Linked DNA regions of Mus musculus: region 2 is linked to region 1. A link is a contact called in public Hi-C data. All regions are on one chromosome and are shown on one strand. Each heading gives the region's core, a stretch centred on a gene start, on an enhancer-like site or on the middle of the called end of the contact. The rest is flanking DNA. Distances are from core to core; before and after follow the strand shown.

Region 1 (2,700 bases), core at 51-2,550:
GGATCACATGGGAAAGGAATCTCAGTGAGGGATGGTCTACATCAGATTGGCCTGTGGGCACATCTAAGTGGGATTGTCTTGATTGCCTGTGTTTATGTGAAAATCCAGGCCAGCATAAATAGCACTGCTCCCGAGACAAGAGGTCATGCATATGGAGCCAAGCACAGGCAAGCAAGCAAGCAAGCAAGCAAGCAAGCAAGCAAGCAAGCAAGCAAGCATTCATCTCTCTTCTTGACCATGGTTGCAATGTGATAGACTATAACCTGGAAGCATAAGCCAGGGAGATCCTTTTTCCCCTACTTTAATTTTTGTCAGGATATGCTTATCACAGCAACAGAAATTGAACTATATTAGCATTTATTCCTGTTAATCCTGTTGTCTACAAAAAAAAAAAAAAACCCAGTAAGAATAAGTTATCAAATACTGGATAGTGCATTTTCAGGAAATACAGGGTTGTGTTCCTTTTAGTCTCTGATCACTTGTTCGCCAACAGACTAATTCATAACCTTGATGTTTCTGTCTTTATGTTCAGCGGTACTACTTAGTATGTGTTGTTGATTCATTGGCATGGGACTCACGGTCAACAGCATTGTAGCTCATGCCTTGGTGAAGGCTGCCTGACACACATACCCTTCACTGGCACACCACAGCTTCCTTGTACTTAGAAATATGAAATGGTACTTCAGCACCAGCTCAGGGGTCATTTTACATGTCAGAATCCCCACACAAAAGTGCAAAAATAAAAAAAAAAACTGTGGTGTCGTTAGAGTGTGAAAGAACACTTGTTCATGGTGTGGAAACTGGATTGTGAAGTCAGAAGTTTGCTTGGTTCATCAAATTTGAGGATGTATGGATGGGTCATTTCCTGTCTCTATGGACACAGGGAGGATTGATTTGCAGGCTACAAATCCTTTTGACAGATGGGCAAACTCACAAATGTGGAATCCTTGAAACATAAAAAAAAATCCACCATTGGGGCTCGAGAGATGACTCAGTGGTTAAGAACACTGATTGCTCGTCCAGAGGTCCTGAGTTCAATTCCCAGCAACCACATGGTGGCTCACAACCATCTGTAATAGAATCTGGTGCCTTCTTCTGGTGTGTCTGAAGACAGCTACAGTGTGTTCATATACATTAAATAAATACATTTTTAAGAAAAGAATTCACCATCATCATCTCTGAGTTGGTTGAAGGAAGAGTGTTTTTGTTTTATAAATGAGAGGAATCTAGATCCTAGTGTGTGTAGCCAGTCACAGGGCTGCCAGCCAGTTAGTGGGTAGGTCAAGGTGACCTCCGCTGTTCTAGTTGCCAAGGCAGCTCCCACCAGCACACTCCATGACCCGCTGAGGTTAAGGGAGTGAAACCAGCCAAGTATTTTCTCTAAAGTGTGTAAAGTTCTGAGATGGGAACCGCAGCTGCTGGCCCCAGCTTGGCCTCAAACAGGACTTAAATCTGTTCGATGAGCTCTGCCTCCCCGTGAAGCACACACACTAGTTATAAAGCCCTCAGCATCCTGAGAGGCTGCAGACCAGCGTTACCTTTGTTGAGAAGACTTTCTGTTCTCCCAGGCTTTTTCCTGAATAGTTTATTTCTCCTCTGTGCCATTTCAATAAAATTTGAAAACATGCACACAGAATCCATAGAATAAACAAAACACACGGGTTTCCTTTCCTTTTGCTGTTATTTTGTGTGCATGTATGTGTGGGGAGCCGCCCTCACATTCGCCGTTACAAGATGGCGCCCGTGACGATAACTCGGCCAATGGGCTTCGGCCAATGGGCTGCAGCCAATCAGGGAGCGACACGTCCTAGGCGGAGGATAATTCTCCTTAAAAGGGACGGGGTTTTGCCATTCTCTCTCTTGCTCCTGAAGAAGTAAGCAATAAAGCTTTTGCTGCAGAAGATTCCGGTTTGTTGCGTCTTTCTTGCCAGTGGAACAAAAGCACGGGCAATATGTATGCATGAGTGTATTTGTGTGGTTATGTGAATATGTGTATATGGGTGCACATGCTTATGTGTATCTGTGTGGGCCAAAGGTCAACATTAGGAGTCTACCTCTGTTGTCCTCGTATTATGTTTTGAGACAGCGTGTCTCACTGACCCGGAGCTCATCCTTCTGGCTAGGCTGCCTGCCTCCCGGATCATTCTATCTACATCCCCACCATTTCTTGTTGTTTGTTTATTTGGTTTTTTGGAGACAAGATCTCTATGTAGCCCTGGATGTCCTGAAACTCGCTCTATAGAACAGAATGGCTTCAAACTCAGAGGATTTGCCTTGCCTCTGCCTCTGAGTGCTGGGATTAAAGGTGTGCACCACCACTGCCTGGCGAGCCCCCATATTTCTTGTCTTAATTAGGGTTTTACTGCTGTGAAGAGATACCAAGACAACTCTTATAAATGCAACTATTAAACTGGGGCTAGCTTACTGTTTCATTATCATACTGGAGGGAAGCATTTGTGCGAGGGGGCCTCCATCCAGCACATGTATGCTTTTTTTGATTGGTGACTCAGTCTCTGAGAGCTCCCAAGGGGTCAGCTTAGTTGAGTCTGTTGGTCTTCCTATGGAGTTCCCATCCCTTTCAGGGCCTTCAGTCCTTCCCCCAACTCTTCCATAAGAGTCCCCGACCTCAACCCAATGTTTGACTGTGGGTATCTGCATGTGTTTCAGTATGCTGTTGGGTAGAGCCTCTCAGAGGACAGT
Region 2 (2,875 bases), core at 238-2,737, 66 kb after region 1:
GACTCTGGGACTTCCAAAGGTTGTGTGTTTCATTTGGGTCCTGCTGGCTGTCACTGTTGTTCCCTAAAGTCTACAAAAGCCGCTTTGCTTTAAGGAGCGTGAAGCTTATTGAACTTGCTCTCACACAGCCAGAGGAACGGTTCCTGACATGCTAGTTGTCATGGAAGAGTTGTGTACAAAGAAACCAAAAGTGACCAGCAGCCTGGAAATTAGGGACAGGGCCCATCTACAAGTTACTTTCTGTGTTAAAATGCAGGTGATTTTGAGTGTGCAGCTTTGACCAGCATCCCTAAGCTTGCCACGTCCGAGTCATCTTGGGAGGGTAGCACACTGTAGGTATTTTAGTTCAGCTGCTGGGAACCCTGTGGGTGCTAACTTTCGAGAGTAATTCATTTTTCTACATTTTTCTATGGCACCTATAAAAATGTTCTTTTTAGTTTTAAAAATGCATGTAACAAATCTCAGAGTAAGCACAGGCCACAAGGTAGAAAACTGGTTAGCAGGTTGCACTGAGTAAGGGGGTATACAGAGTGTGAGCACTGGGGTTTACTTTTAGGTCAAATATTTCTTTGATTAATTGGGAGACAATATAAAAATTTTATATCTGTTCTAGAAAGTTATAGTTTGGACATTTGTATCATGGCTATGAAACTAGGATTTTCAAACTCAGATTTTTTATTTTATTTTAAATGCCCATCAGCAGTGTGTAAGTTGAACTGACTTGTATTAATGAGAATGTCTATTGCTGTTGTTTGGGAAAAATTCAGTCCAAATGAGAACCTTGTGGGTTCTGTATTCTCATCTTTGAGAATTACCCAATGCAATACCATTATTAACTAAAGCAAACAAATAAACCCTTTTGCAAATTTTAGATTGGAAAAAGAAAAGAAAAGAAAAGAAAAACTTTGGTTAGTTATGTTTGCAAGAATTTTTCTCTGAAAGATGATGAAAGAAAATTTCCTCTAGTTATGTCTTCTGGTGTGTGTGTGTGTGTGTGTGTGTGTGTGTGTGTGTGTGTGTGTTTCTGCGTGTGCACATGCATTCATTTGTGGGAAGGGTGCACTGGGCAACCCTCCATGTTTCCACAACATGTCTGTTCTTTCTTCCTTTGTGTAAGCTGGAGAATATTGCCCAAGTTCCTCATGGAACTCTGCTGCAACTGATGCCAAGGAAAAGGTGTTGCTTGACGAGACAAACAATAATACAGCCCGAAGAAATCACTGGGTCTAGTTAGTGTTTGAAGTCCAGCTTGACACGGAGAGAAACGCAGAACACGTTCTGGGCTGAGTTGTATGCAGCATAGGAGACTTTGAGAGACAAACAAGCTTAGGAACTTGAAATCCTCGTGGAAGAGGAAAAGCCCCTCTTCCCTGTGCAGTATTCTCTTGAACTAGCAGCTCATGCCGGCAGCCGCTGTGGTTCATCTCCTTCCTCACAGCACCTGACACTGGGATGTCTTCACGTGGGTGTTGTTTGTCTGGGGAACTGTGTTGAACGAATTTGGGAAAGATCCTAGCCTAGGTCTTTAACAACGGTTTGCAAAGCTTCCAGGGTTCTTGGGAGAGGACAGGAAATGTTAATTTAAAAATAGTTCTCCAAGCCAAGGAAGAAGAGACAAGGGGGAAAAAAAAGCATTTCATTTCTTAATCTGTTTGGGTTACCTCTTAGGAGATGAATAAGGAGAGGATCTGGGGTTAGGACACAGGAAGCGATTTTAAGAGATGTCTGGATGCAGGCCCTCTCTCTCTTTCAGAACTCTTCTCAAATATTTTTAGAGAAAGTCCTTTCTTTAAAAAAACAAACAAACCTGTTTTAGAGGGAAGAGAACTGAGAACGTCTTTGAATAGTCCGAATGACACCATCAAAATCATTTTTAGACTATTTTTTAAAGCTCTGGTTGCAGCTAAGAAAACAGAAAATGACCTATAGATTCTGATATTGTGCATCTTGGGATGACATAACATTTTTTGCCCTTTAATTTTCTTCAGGTCCAAGATATATTGCCTTCTGCCTTGTTTGTGGGTGGGAGACAGATTCTCAAGCAGCACAGGATGGGCTGAGACTCACCTCTTAGCTAAGGGTGATGGTGAATGTCTCAGTCTCCTGCTTTGGCCTCCCAGTGTGAATGCTAGCATTACAGTTGTGCCACCACGACTGATTTCATAAGGCACTGGAGACAGAACCTGGGCCTTCTGCATCAGAGGCAAGCACTTTCTCTGCTACATTACACCCCCAACCCCCGATTTTTAAATTCTAAAACCTCCTAAAACCACTACCCATTTTTCTTCACATGTTTTTTTCCTGCTTCTGCAGCAGTCCTTATTACCACTGTTATATTTTAAAACTACTCTTGGGAATTTCTTTCCCTGACGAAATGATGGCCTGGCTTTCATTTTTCTTCAGAGGGGTTGGGAAAAATTTAAATATTGACTTCAGCTACCAAGGCTTTGTAAAAGAAGGGTCACCTCTCTGTCCATCTCCCAACCCCGCTTTGACTTAAAAAAGGAAACTTAATGATACAATGTTGCAAACAACATGAAAGAGTTGGTACAGATCCCGGCAAGCTGTTACAAACACTTTCTTATTGATACAATGGGACTGAAAGGCAACATTCTTCTCTTCACTGCTTTCTTGCTGTAGAGATGGATGGCTCCCAGTACCTTGCTCCTTTTCCAGTGAGCATTGAAATCTGTAACATATTTTGTGATCTTTGACTGAACACTACTTTCAAAGACACTTTCTATTACTATAGAAAATCTGGTTGTCTTTGATGAACATTCCATCTGGTTATGGAATAAATGGAACTTCTGGGAACAAGCATTTGTTTTGTCTTGCTTGCCAGGATGCTGAGTTTCTTTGACTGCCAGGTCCCAGC

The links. A called contact is a pair of places that touch in the nucleus more often than the background predicts.
Region 2: a contact with region 1 is called in a Hi-C map of uterus, with 2.8 times the contacts expected there. The contact joins two enhancer-like sites. A contact is called at or near these places in 3 of 484 Hi-C or Micro-C datasets (adipose-derived mesenchymal stem cells and uterus) and 1 of 9 other capture datasets (embryonic stem cells).

The regions. Positions count from the first base shown.
Region 1 is chr8:77,767,816-77,770,515 of GRCm38.p6, forward strand. No RefSeq gene overlaps it. Among named protein-coding and RNA genes, the nearest start is that of Gm29845, 4.4 kb to the left of the region's middle. Within about 2 kb of position 1,301, at least 3 of the 459 cell types and tissues checked have an H3K27ac peak or open chromatin away from gene starts, as enhancers often do. A contact at or near this core is called in uterus, where this site is marked.
Region 2 is chr8:77,833,339-77,836,213 of GRCm38.p6, forward strand. No RefSeq gene overlaps it. Among named protein-coding and RNA genes, the nearest start is that of Gm23981, 27 kb to the left of the region's middle. Within about 2 kb of position 1,488, at least 10 of the 459 cell types and tissues checked have an H3K27ac peak or open chromatin away from gene starts, as enhancers often do. A contact at or near this core is called in uterus, where this site is marked.